Linked DNA regions of Zea mays: region 2 is linked to region 1. Evidence: chromatin contacts called from public Hi-C data. All regions are on one chromosome and are shown on one strand. Each heading gives the region's core, a stretch centred on a gene start, on an enhancer-like site or on the middle of the called end of the contact. The rest is flanking DNA. Distances are from core to core; before and after follow the strand shown. Region 1 holds the start of LOC103650495 (WPP domain-associated protein). Region 2 overlaps LOC100274567.

What was found. Hi-C and Micro-C count contacts between places; a contact is called where the count stands out from the background.
Region 2: a Hi-C map of tassel shows a contact between it and region 1, with 3 times the contacts expected there. The contact joins the enhancer-like site here to the promoter of LOC103650495 in region 1. A contact is called at or near these places in 3 of 25 Hi-C or Micro-C datasets (ear, leaf and tassel).

The regions. Positions count from the first base shown.
Region 1 is chr3:124,324,904-124,329,469 of Zm-B73-REFERENCE-NAM-5.0, reverse strand. It overlaps LOC103650495 (WPP domain-associated protein), which reads left to right and starts at 2,418. Exons shown (of 5, transcript XM_008676081.2): 1 at 2,418-2,961. The coding sequence starts at 2,941.
Region 2 is chr3:124,682,755-124,687,344 of Zm-B73-REFERENCE-NAM-5.0, reverse strand. It overlaps LOC100274567, which reads left to right. Exons shown (of 18, transcript NM_001148922.2): 11 at 1-4; 12 at 177-365; 13 at 458-538; 14 at 615-749; 15 at 854-1,185; 16 at 1,399-1,504; 17 at 1,616-1,768; 18 at 1,867-2,286. The coding sequence ends at 2,013. Among protein-coding and RNA genes, the nearest start is that of LOC100274567, 6.6 kb to the left of the region's middle. Within about 2 kb of position 2,379, at least 17 of the 20 cell types and tissues checked have an H3K27ac peak or open chromatin away from gene starts, as enhancers often do. A contact at or near this core is called in ear, leaf and tassel, where this site is marked.

The sequences.
Region 1 (4,566 bases), core at 1,169-3,668:
GGCATTTCAAAATAAGAAAACTAGACAAATGCAATTGCCTAGATCTAGAGATGGCAATGGGTACCCGCTACCCGAAACCCGATGGGTTTTTGCTCTATTAGGGTATGGGTTTGGGTCAATTTCTGTACCCATGGGTTTGTTAATAGGTTAAAGTGGAAACCCAACGGGTACGTGGGCATGGGTTTGTTCTTCCACTACCCATACCCGCAAACCCATGGGTTTTTAAAACCCGCCTTGAAATCAACATTCCTTATAAATATGTCTCATAATATTATTAATTGAATATGTTCTAATTGAAATAAACTTCATGTAACAAATTTTAAGCTAAAATTAGTTATCACTTGTTCATTTTATGATAGCTTATTAATGTATTGATTGTCATTTACATGATGGATTATTTGTTATGTTGATGTTAGTGGGTATGGGAAACCCGTTGGGTACCCGAAACCCGCATGGGTATGGGTTTGGGCAAAAATTTATACCCGTCGTGGGTATGGGTTTTTTAGCGGGCGCATTTTTTCTTCGCGGGTATGGGTTTGGGCAAGTAATACCCTGCGGGTTTTTACCCATTGCCATCTCTACCTAGATCTCATAGAACTAGACTCAACTAAAGGTATATTCTTATTTCACTTGTTCAACAATTTTTACTTCAATTTGCCATTCGTAACTCATTATTTCTTTATTCCAGATTTTATTCTCTATATGGCGTTTGTTTGTAAATGGATTGTAATCAAGATGACTATTAAATAAGGTATTTTTCAACATCTATTGTTTATTTTGTAGCTACAAGTTATTTTATACTGTGTTATAAATTTTATTTTTTCTTGCGTTAGCAACACCTAAATTTTCTAGCGTCCTCCGCCACTGGGGACGATGATTATGACAGTTATAGATCATCGTTTAACACCTAATTATGGTTTCTCGTACGGATCAGAAGAAGCTGAGAAGTATGTCATGTGTGGGGTAAAAGGGACGAGTATTATACTGCTACCGTACCATTACGGAAGATATTGATCCATTGTGCATTGTGCATGCTTAGTGCAACTATATATTGCATTAATCGAGGTGCTACTTTGTCAACCATTAAATTTATTGGAGTGATACAGAAACATGATCGTTACACAAGTACATCGTTCGAGATGCCATCACATTGACATTGCAGGTAAACAAGAGCTTACCACTCGTTAGTGAGAGTGAAGATGCAAACACATGGTTGAGATATGCTGCGATGTTCAGTGATAAGTGGTTGTCAAAAAGATGGTTGACTTTGTTTTGTGTTGACTAACACTCCCTCCCTCAGTTCCACGATAGATGATTCAATGATAAGTGGTTTTCAAAAAGATGCTTGACTTTGTTTTGTGTTTGATTAATACTCCCTCCGTCCCACAATACCTGTTACTTCTTTATCTTTTTTCCATATTCAAATACATGATAATAAATCTAGATACATATATAAAACATATTGCATGAATCCATTAACACCCTAAAACGAATACTATTTTAGAACGGAGAAAGTATTTATGTGAGCATGGTATGTGCAACATCTCTTAGTTTGTAGTGTAAAGATGGTCACCGACAAAGGTGAAAATCAAATAGGTTCGTGTCGATAAATATGAAATTTGATCTTCTCGTCGAAATTCTATTTTCTGTAGCATATGAAGGTCCTGTTTGGATCCTCCTAGCTAATGTTTGTCAATTAGCCCGTAAATAATTAGATGGCAAACATTTAGTCATGGGATATTTGGAGTCTTAGCTAATAGATGTCTAAGACATAGTAAATATTATGTGTTTTACACTGCATTGCAAACAATTATTCAAAAGAGAAAGTAAAGAAACTGACGAGGATCTCGAGGATAGAGAGATCGTCTTTTCTCTTTTTATGATCTACCGGTAACTATTAGCAAAGTCAAACGGGTACTAGGCAAACAATTAGCTTTTTGGCTAACAATTAACTAATTTATTAGTCAACCTGTTTTAAAACCAAAGTGCTAAAATTAGGTCATGTATGAAAGCAATCTAGTTTTTAAGGAATCAATTTTTATTTTTTAAGCTAGGAGAAGCTAGCTTCTTGGTTTTTAAGAAACCGTAAATTCAATTTTTATAAATTAAGATATAAATCAGTTTCTATAAATCAGTTATTAAAAACTGGTCGGAAAAATGTTTGTCACATCAAACAGACCCGATCACCCGAAGTATACGAAACAATCCACGTCAAGATTTTATGTGAGTTTTCTGTTCTTTGGAGAAATTTTTTTGAATTTTTTCTGTCCGAGCATATCCCTGCAGCAGTGGCGCGGGCCGCGGGCGCCTGTGACCGCGTGAGGTCCAACCAAGCAGGCGCCGTCCCGGGACGACGCTTCACCGTCAGCGTCGCCGTCTTCCTACCTGTCTCTTGCCCCAGTCCGTCCCGTCATCCCGTGTGAACCACTGAACCCACGCCAAAGCAGAGCAACCACCTCTCTCTCTCTCTCCCACCAGGGAGGCAGGGACCGGTCTCCACAGTCCACACACACACAGAGGAACCAAGTCACGAAGACGAAGAGACAAGGGAGCGGTTGCCCGGCGCTGGTTTCCCTTTCCCCGATTCCCAGTTAAGCGCAGCGATTTGGCGTCTGATGATTGCGCAATCGAGCAGCGGCGCGGGGAGGCAACAGGACGCACCGAAAAGGGGGCGCCTTTACAGGACACGGGCCTCGCCTTTCCCTTGAATCTCGCCGCGCCGCGCCTCCTTTCGTTTTCCCGCCCGTCGCGACCTTTGCAACTGCAACCACAGCGAGCGAGCCACGGAGGGGGCAGAGCGGAGCCAGAGGTCTCTGACGCGGCGCAGGATCGCGGCGGCGGAGGGGAGCAAGCAGAGGAGGCCAAGAGGTCCGAGGGCCTCGCCGAAGCGCGTGCGGCGTAGTCCGCCTCTGTCCGTCCGGGTCCGGCAACGGCGGCGAGATGGAGGCGGCCGCCGACCTGGTGAGTTCTGCACTTCTGCTCGCCAACCCTCCTCCCGTTTCAGCGCCACGGTGCAGCGCAGCCGCCAGCGACCGATTCGTTTTCTTTGTCTTGTTAGATTGTTTTTTGGTTTGCTTCTGGATTTGGTGTGATATGAGCAGAGGAATATGCATGTGCAGATGGCACAGTTCATTCATATTCCTCTTGCGTTGGTTGGCACTTGGCAGGCTGGCTGTGGTCCACAATCCGCTGTCTTTTTTTTCAGTACAATTAGATCGTCGCTTCGCCTTGAGGGGTGAACAATTACTGGAACCGCCGGTGGTCAGTGCTAGATTAGGTTAGTGGTGAAGTCGCAGTTGCTTAAAGAGGGAGATGTTGTGTGAGCATCAATCTTGCTTCTTGCCGCGGCAAATTACTGTAGGTCGTGGGGTTGGGGTAAATATTTGGTCAACGTCGCATGCTACTGTGCCAGTGTCCGCTCCTTCATACAAAAAACCTTACCTTTTGCTACATCGCTATAGTTTTACACGGGTTGGACAACATTTTCTGCAACCTTCTTTTTTCAAGTATGTATTAGGTATGCTAACAGGAGTAACAGCTAACTGCTCATCATTCTCATAGTAGGGTACGAGAACGATGATGAGCCTCAGCCCTCAGACCACATCCTCTTCTTTTTTTTTAATGGAGAAACCATGTTCCAGCCTTTTGCATCAAGGATACATATGACTTCATAGTACAATCAACATAAACAATCCAACTATAGTAAAAACATCACATACTCAACCCAACTAAAATAAAAATATCATAACACAGTTTCTAGCATTACATCTCCAACCATGTGTTGCAAAGATATCCATTGCCACTATTTTCATTGCACGGCAAACATCTTTGATATCTTGGTGTAAATCCTATTTTTGCAATAACCTCCAAAATCTGAGCCAGTAAGACCCCTTAAAAATCACCTGCATGATTGAAGGTATCTGTTTTTTATTAAAAACTATATCATTACGGTATAGGTAGATTGACCAAAACATGGCTGCTACCCCCTATTAACAATTGTTTTTGTAAGCAATCCTTTTACTACTTTGCCACATCCTTATAATATGATTAATATTAATGGGTCTTTCTATATTTAGAGCAATAAAAATAATTCTCCAAACCGCTCTAGCTAAATAACAATTGAAAAAGAGGTGTTGGATTGTTTCATTTTGGTTACATAAACTACACTCTAGGCTTCCTTTCCACATTCTTTTTTTCAAATTGTCCTTAGTAAGAGTCGATCCTCTTCCTAGATATCAGAGGAAGATTTTGATCTTAAGAGGAAGTTTTAGTTTCCACAGCCAGCGAGGCTAATTTGAATTTGGGGTTAGAATATTATACATAAACCGAACCGAGAATGTTCGGATGCATTTGCCTTCCACATAAAGAAATCTCTTTCCGTCCCTACATTAATGTTACCAACTATATATTAACAAGTGTTGCCATTCTATCAATTTGACCCCAACTACTGGTCTACGGAACGTTAAGTTTTGTGTTAATTGTGGTAGAACATCTGCGACTAAGGAGAAAATTTGATATTTGCCATCATCACGAAACACGTTTGTAAAATTACTATCAAGCCCATAT
Region 2 (4,590 bases), core at 1,130-3,629, 360 kb before region 1:
GCAGGTTTGTACATGCGCTCCATTCTGTATCATGTTTGTTTGCTTGTTAGTTCATTTTAGTTGCTTGTTAGCTGTTACAATACTAAACAAACAATCTTCATGGTAGTTTTCCTTGCATAAAGTTGTTTTTGTGGTACAATTAACCTTACCCCGATGTACTTCTTTTGATATTGCAGAATGTGCCACCTGCTCTACTTGTGCGATTTTTGAGGGAGCATCGGTCTGAATGGGCTGATCCTGGCATCGATGCTTATTCTGTCGCCTCTTTGAGGGCCAACCCATACACTGTTCCAGGTTTAAGGGCTGGTGGGTTTATGGGCAACCAGGTTATACTGCCCCTTGCACGCACCTTGGAGCATGAAGAGGTAATAATCTATTGATCATGGTTCCTTCCACCTGTCTTCTTGTTAATGTCCAACCAATATAAGCTCCATCTAACTTAATGTTTTAATTTCAGTCCTTGGAGGTTATTAGGCTTGAAGGACATGGCTTTAGCCATGAGGAGGTGCTTATGTCCCGGGATATGTTTCTTCTACAGGTATGGAGGCCTTCCAATCTGTTTCTTGCTTCTTGGTTCTTGCTTTACAATTGTGTGACATTATCGGCTACTGCAGCTGTGCAGTGGCGTCGACGAGGATGCACCTGGTGCGTGTGCACAGCTTGTCTTTGCTCCTATTGATGAATCTTTTGCCGACGATGCACCGTTGCTGCCCTCAGGCTTCCGTGTGATACCGCTTGATGCTAAGACGGTGAGTATTTGTCGGATCTGTATATTCACTCCCTCCTGGTGTCACATCTTACCCGTGCCTTGCCACACTGTTTCCTTTAACACAATACCCAAATGAAATTGTAGGATGTGCCAACGGCCACCACACGCACGCTTGACCTTGCCTCTGCGCTCGAGGTTGGATCAGGTGGAAGCGGCATGCGCGCTTCATGCGATGGTTCCGGCACGTGCGCCACGAGATCGGTCCTGACCATCGCCTTCCAGTTCTCGTTCGAGAACCACCTTCGCGAGAGCGTGGCGGCAATGGCCAAGCAGTACGTCAGGGGCGTGATGGCCTCCGTGCAGAGGGTGGCCATGGCGATCGCTCCTTCTCGCCTCGGTTCGCGTATCGAACTGAAGCATCCGCCGGGCTCTCCCGAGGCACTTGCACTAGCTACGTGGATTGGCAGGAGCTACAGGTCCGTAGAACTCTTAGCTTACCTGTTGCGTTCTCCGTTTTGTCTACTCTGGAATTGTTAGGGAGTTCCATTCGTCCAGCTAATTTACCCTGGAGTTGTTAATGCTCTCTCAATCCACCACTACGCTGGAAGGAACTCTTGACATCCAGCATGACCCCTGGAACTGTGTGCTACCGAGCTGTGTATGGGATCTTGACGATTCCAAAATTGCAGGGCGCACACTGGAACGGAGATCCGCTGGTCGGACACCGAAGGCGCGGACTCTCCACTGATGCTGTTCTGGAAGCACAGCGACGCGATACTCTGCTGCTCTCTGAAGGTCAGTCGCCTCTGATGCTGTCGTGTTCATGATTCCATCGCCATCGCCGCACTTCTTAATGATAGTAGCTTATGCCGTAACCTGGAGCCGGGCATTGCCAACTGCTTGCAGCCGCCGGCTTTCACGCTCAAGTTCGCCAACAGCGCCGGCTTCGACATCCTGGAGACGACGATGGTGAACATCCAGGACCTGCCGCTGGAGGCGGTCCTCGACGAGGAGGGCCAGAAGGCCCTGTCCGCGCAGCTCCCCGCGATCATGCAGCAGGTACGGGTGGTAGGGGTAGCCGTGGCGCCCATGGCGGGTGGTGGTCGTCGCAAGCCAGCTGACACCTGCCTCTTCTCTTCTCCCCCCGTCCCGAGCAGGGCCTGGCGTACCTCCCCGGTGGCGTGTGCAGGTCGAGCATGGGGCGGCAGGCGTCGTACGAGCAGGCAGTGGCGTGGAAGGTGGTGGGTGACGACGGCGCCCCGCAGTGCCTGGCGCTCATGCTCGCCAACTGGACCTTCATCTGAGGCTCGCAACATCGCTCGGCAGCGCCAGACCGGATGCCGCCTTTTGCCCTACTACGTATCATTAGTTGCTTTTCCGTTGTGCCGCCTGTGTTAAGAATTTGTGTACTGTGTGGATGATCGAGAACTGACTCTGTTTGTGTGTGTGCGTGACAAACAACTACAACAGCTGTATGCGTGCCTGGTCGTGGTCTCGTCTCCCCGGCTTGTCGCCGGCGACATTGATCACTGTTGCAGGTTGCAGTATTACTATTTGCTAGTTCTGCTTGCTCGATCAGTACTCGCATTGCAGGTTGCAGCATGCAGCGGTAGCTCCACTACAGGGCACACGCAGTATCGGAGCGGGCAATGGCGGCGGCATGCTCTGCGCTTGCTTGCAGTTGAAGTGTTGCCTCCGTGTTGGTGTGGCCTCTCTCATCGTCTACGGCACCCACTTGGAGCCGCCCAATGATAACATTAATGGGCCGAATGGCTTGCGCTTGTGCCCGACAAGCCCATCTTCATCCGTCCCTGTCCTCAGCGGTACCCAACCGTCACTTCCGCCATGGTCATGCCCCCCCCCCCCCCCCCCCCCCACTTCCGCCATGGTCATTCCCTAGAGATGGCAATGAGGACCTTCACGGAATTCCTTTGTCAGGGATGATTTAGTGACTAGGAAAATGGATGGGATTCATGTGGAATCCTCTTCCTATTCAAATTCCTCTCCATAGATCTCCATTTTTTAGTCACCAAATCAGTCCTTAGAGGATGGGGATGTGTAAGTTTTTCACCATAGGGATGTAAATGGGAAAAAAATTCTACGACGAGTAAACGAGGATGACCCGTACCCTGTGGGGACCCATTAAACTTATATGCGACGATGTTTTCATATAATAGTTAATGATAAAAATAAATAATTACCTTGTCAAGAGATCACCCATTGTATAAATGTGTTGATTTTAATGTACACATAATGATTTTTTTACATCTAATAATGTGTATAAGTGACAATGTTTTACATTAATAACAAATAAAGTACGATCTAATTATAATTTAAGGGTGGATGGGGGATCACCGACATGGATTTATCCCCGCGGGAAACATGGACGGGGAAGAAATGTCCCTACAAGCGTTCGTGGGGATCCCCGCGGGAAATTTTTTCGTCGCGGGAATGGGTATGAGGAGCTAAAATCCGATGGGGAATTTCTTGTTGCCATCTCTATGCTCTCCTCTTTCCGCCCCCTCTCCTCCGCTCAAAACCTACCACACCACACCTCCATCGCCTCCTCCCCAAACCCTTCTCTGTCGCCCCCTCACGTCGTCGACCCCACTTGGCCACCTTAGCACCGCACGCAGACCTCACCCCATTCTTCCTCCGCGCATAGGGCCATTCCTGAGTTTTATAAGGACCGAAACGAGATTATAAACGGAGGCCCAATACCATAAGAACTATTTTTACTATATATATATATATATGAACTAATTAAAATATTTTGATGTATCATAGAAAAACTTGAATGGTGAAAAATAGAAGTAAGATTATTACCTCAAATATATTGTAGAGATCGCTTTAAAATGACTTCTAACATTTATAGATGCAAAAGAATTAATAACATCTAATCATTTCTTCTTATAACACATAAAGTTGCTAGTCTATTTAACCTTTCTTGAGACATTGCAGACTTTAAATGATTCTTTAATAATTTTAGCTTTGAGAAACTCCTTTCAACTGATGTCACATATTCTGGTATTGCAAATAATATCCGAGAAGCAACAAATATATTGGGATATCAATTTATTTATCTAACAAACTCAAAAAAATTCTATACCAAACATTGATGTGTTTGGCAGTGTCATTTGCAATATTCTTAGCTCTAACACCAGATTATTTGTCTTTGCTTGCGTGTATATTGTTGTGGCCTACCTGGCTTGCCGCTAGACTAAACGTTCATGTATACACTGAGGTGGGGCCCAAGGTCGGTCGACTCTCTTGAACCCCCTCAAAATGCTTGCAACGGCGTCTGCAGGATGCCCCCTCCCCTACTATTGTGCATGTTTAGGGTCACACTTTCGGTGCAGCGTCTGCCCCTAAGAGCTCCTATACAAGCTACAATACACGGGGATTGCATAGTGCTACACTAGATTTAGAGGAGCGGCAGCCGACCTCCTGCCCTCGAATGTCGCACACTGTGTTGTTTTTTAGTGGAGGAAAAATGATAATAAATGATGCATAGGTATAAAAAATAATATTTAATGGTTGTAGTGGAGTATAGGGGAAGAATTTAGGGAAAACCGTTGTGGGGATTAAAAAGTAAAGTGTGGAAATTTAGTGACGTGGCGTAAAAGTGGGATATAATGGAAGAAATTTAGGGGAAACCGTTGCGACCAGTCTCAGGCACGACCCTACCACGCAGCGTCCCATCAGGCCCCGCCCGTCGCCCTTGTCGTGTTCCGCTGCCACACGGCCACGCTCGTCCCTCCCTCCTCGCCGCATCTCCGCTGCCACCTCCGCTAGCTCCTCGTTGATGCCTCCGACGACGGACTGACGCTCCTTCGCGCGCTGCTCAAGGACCTCTGTCACACCCGGATTTAAGGGATAAA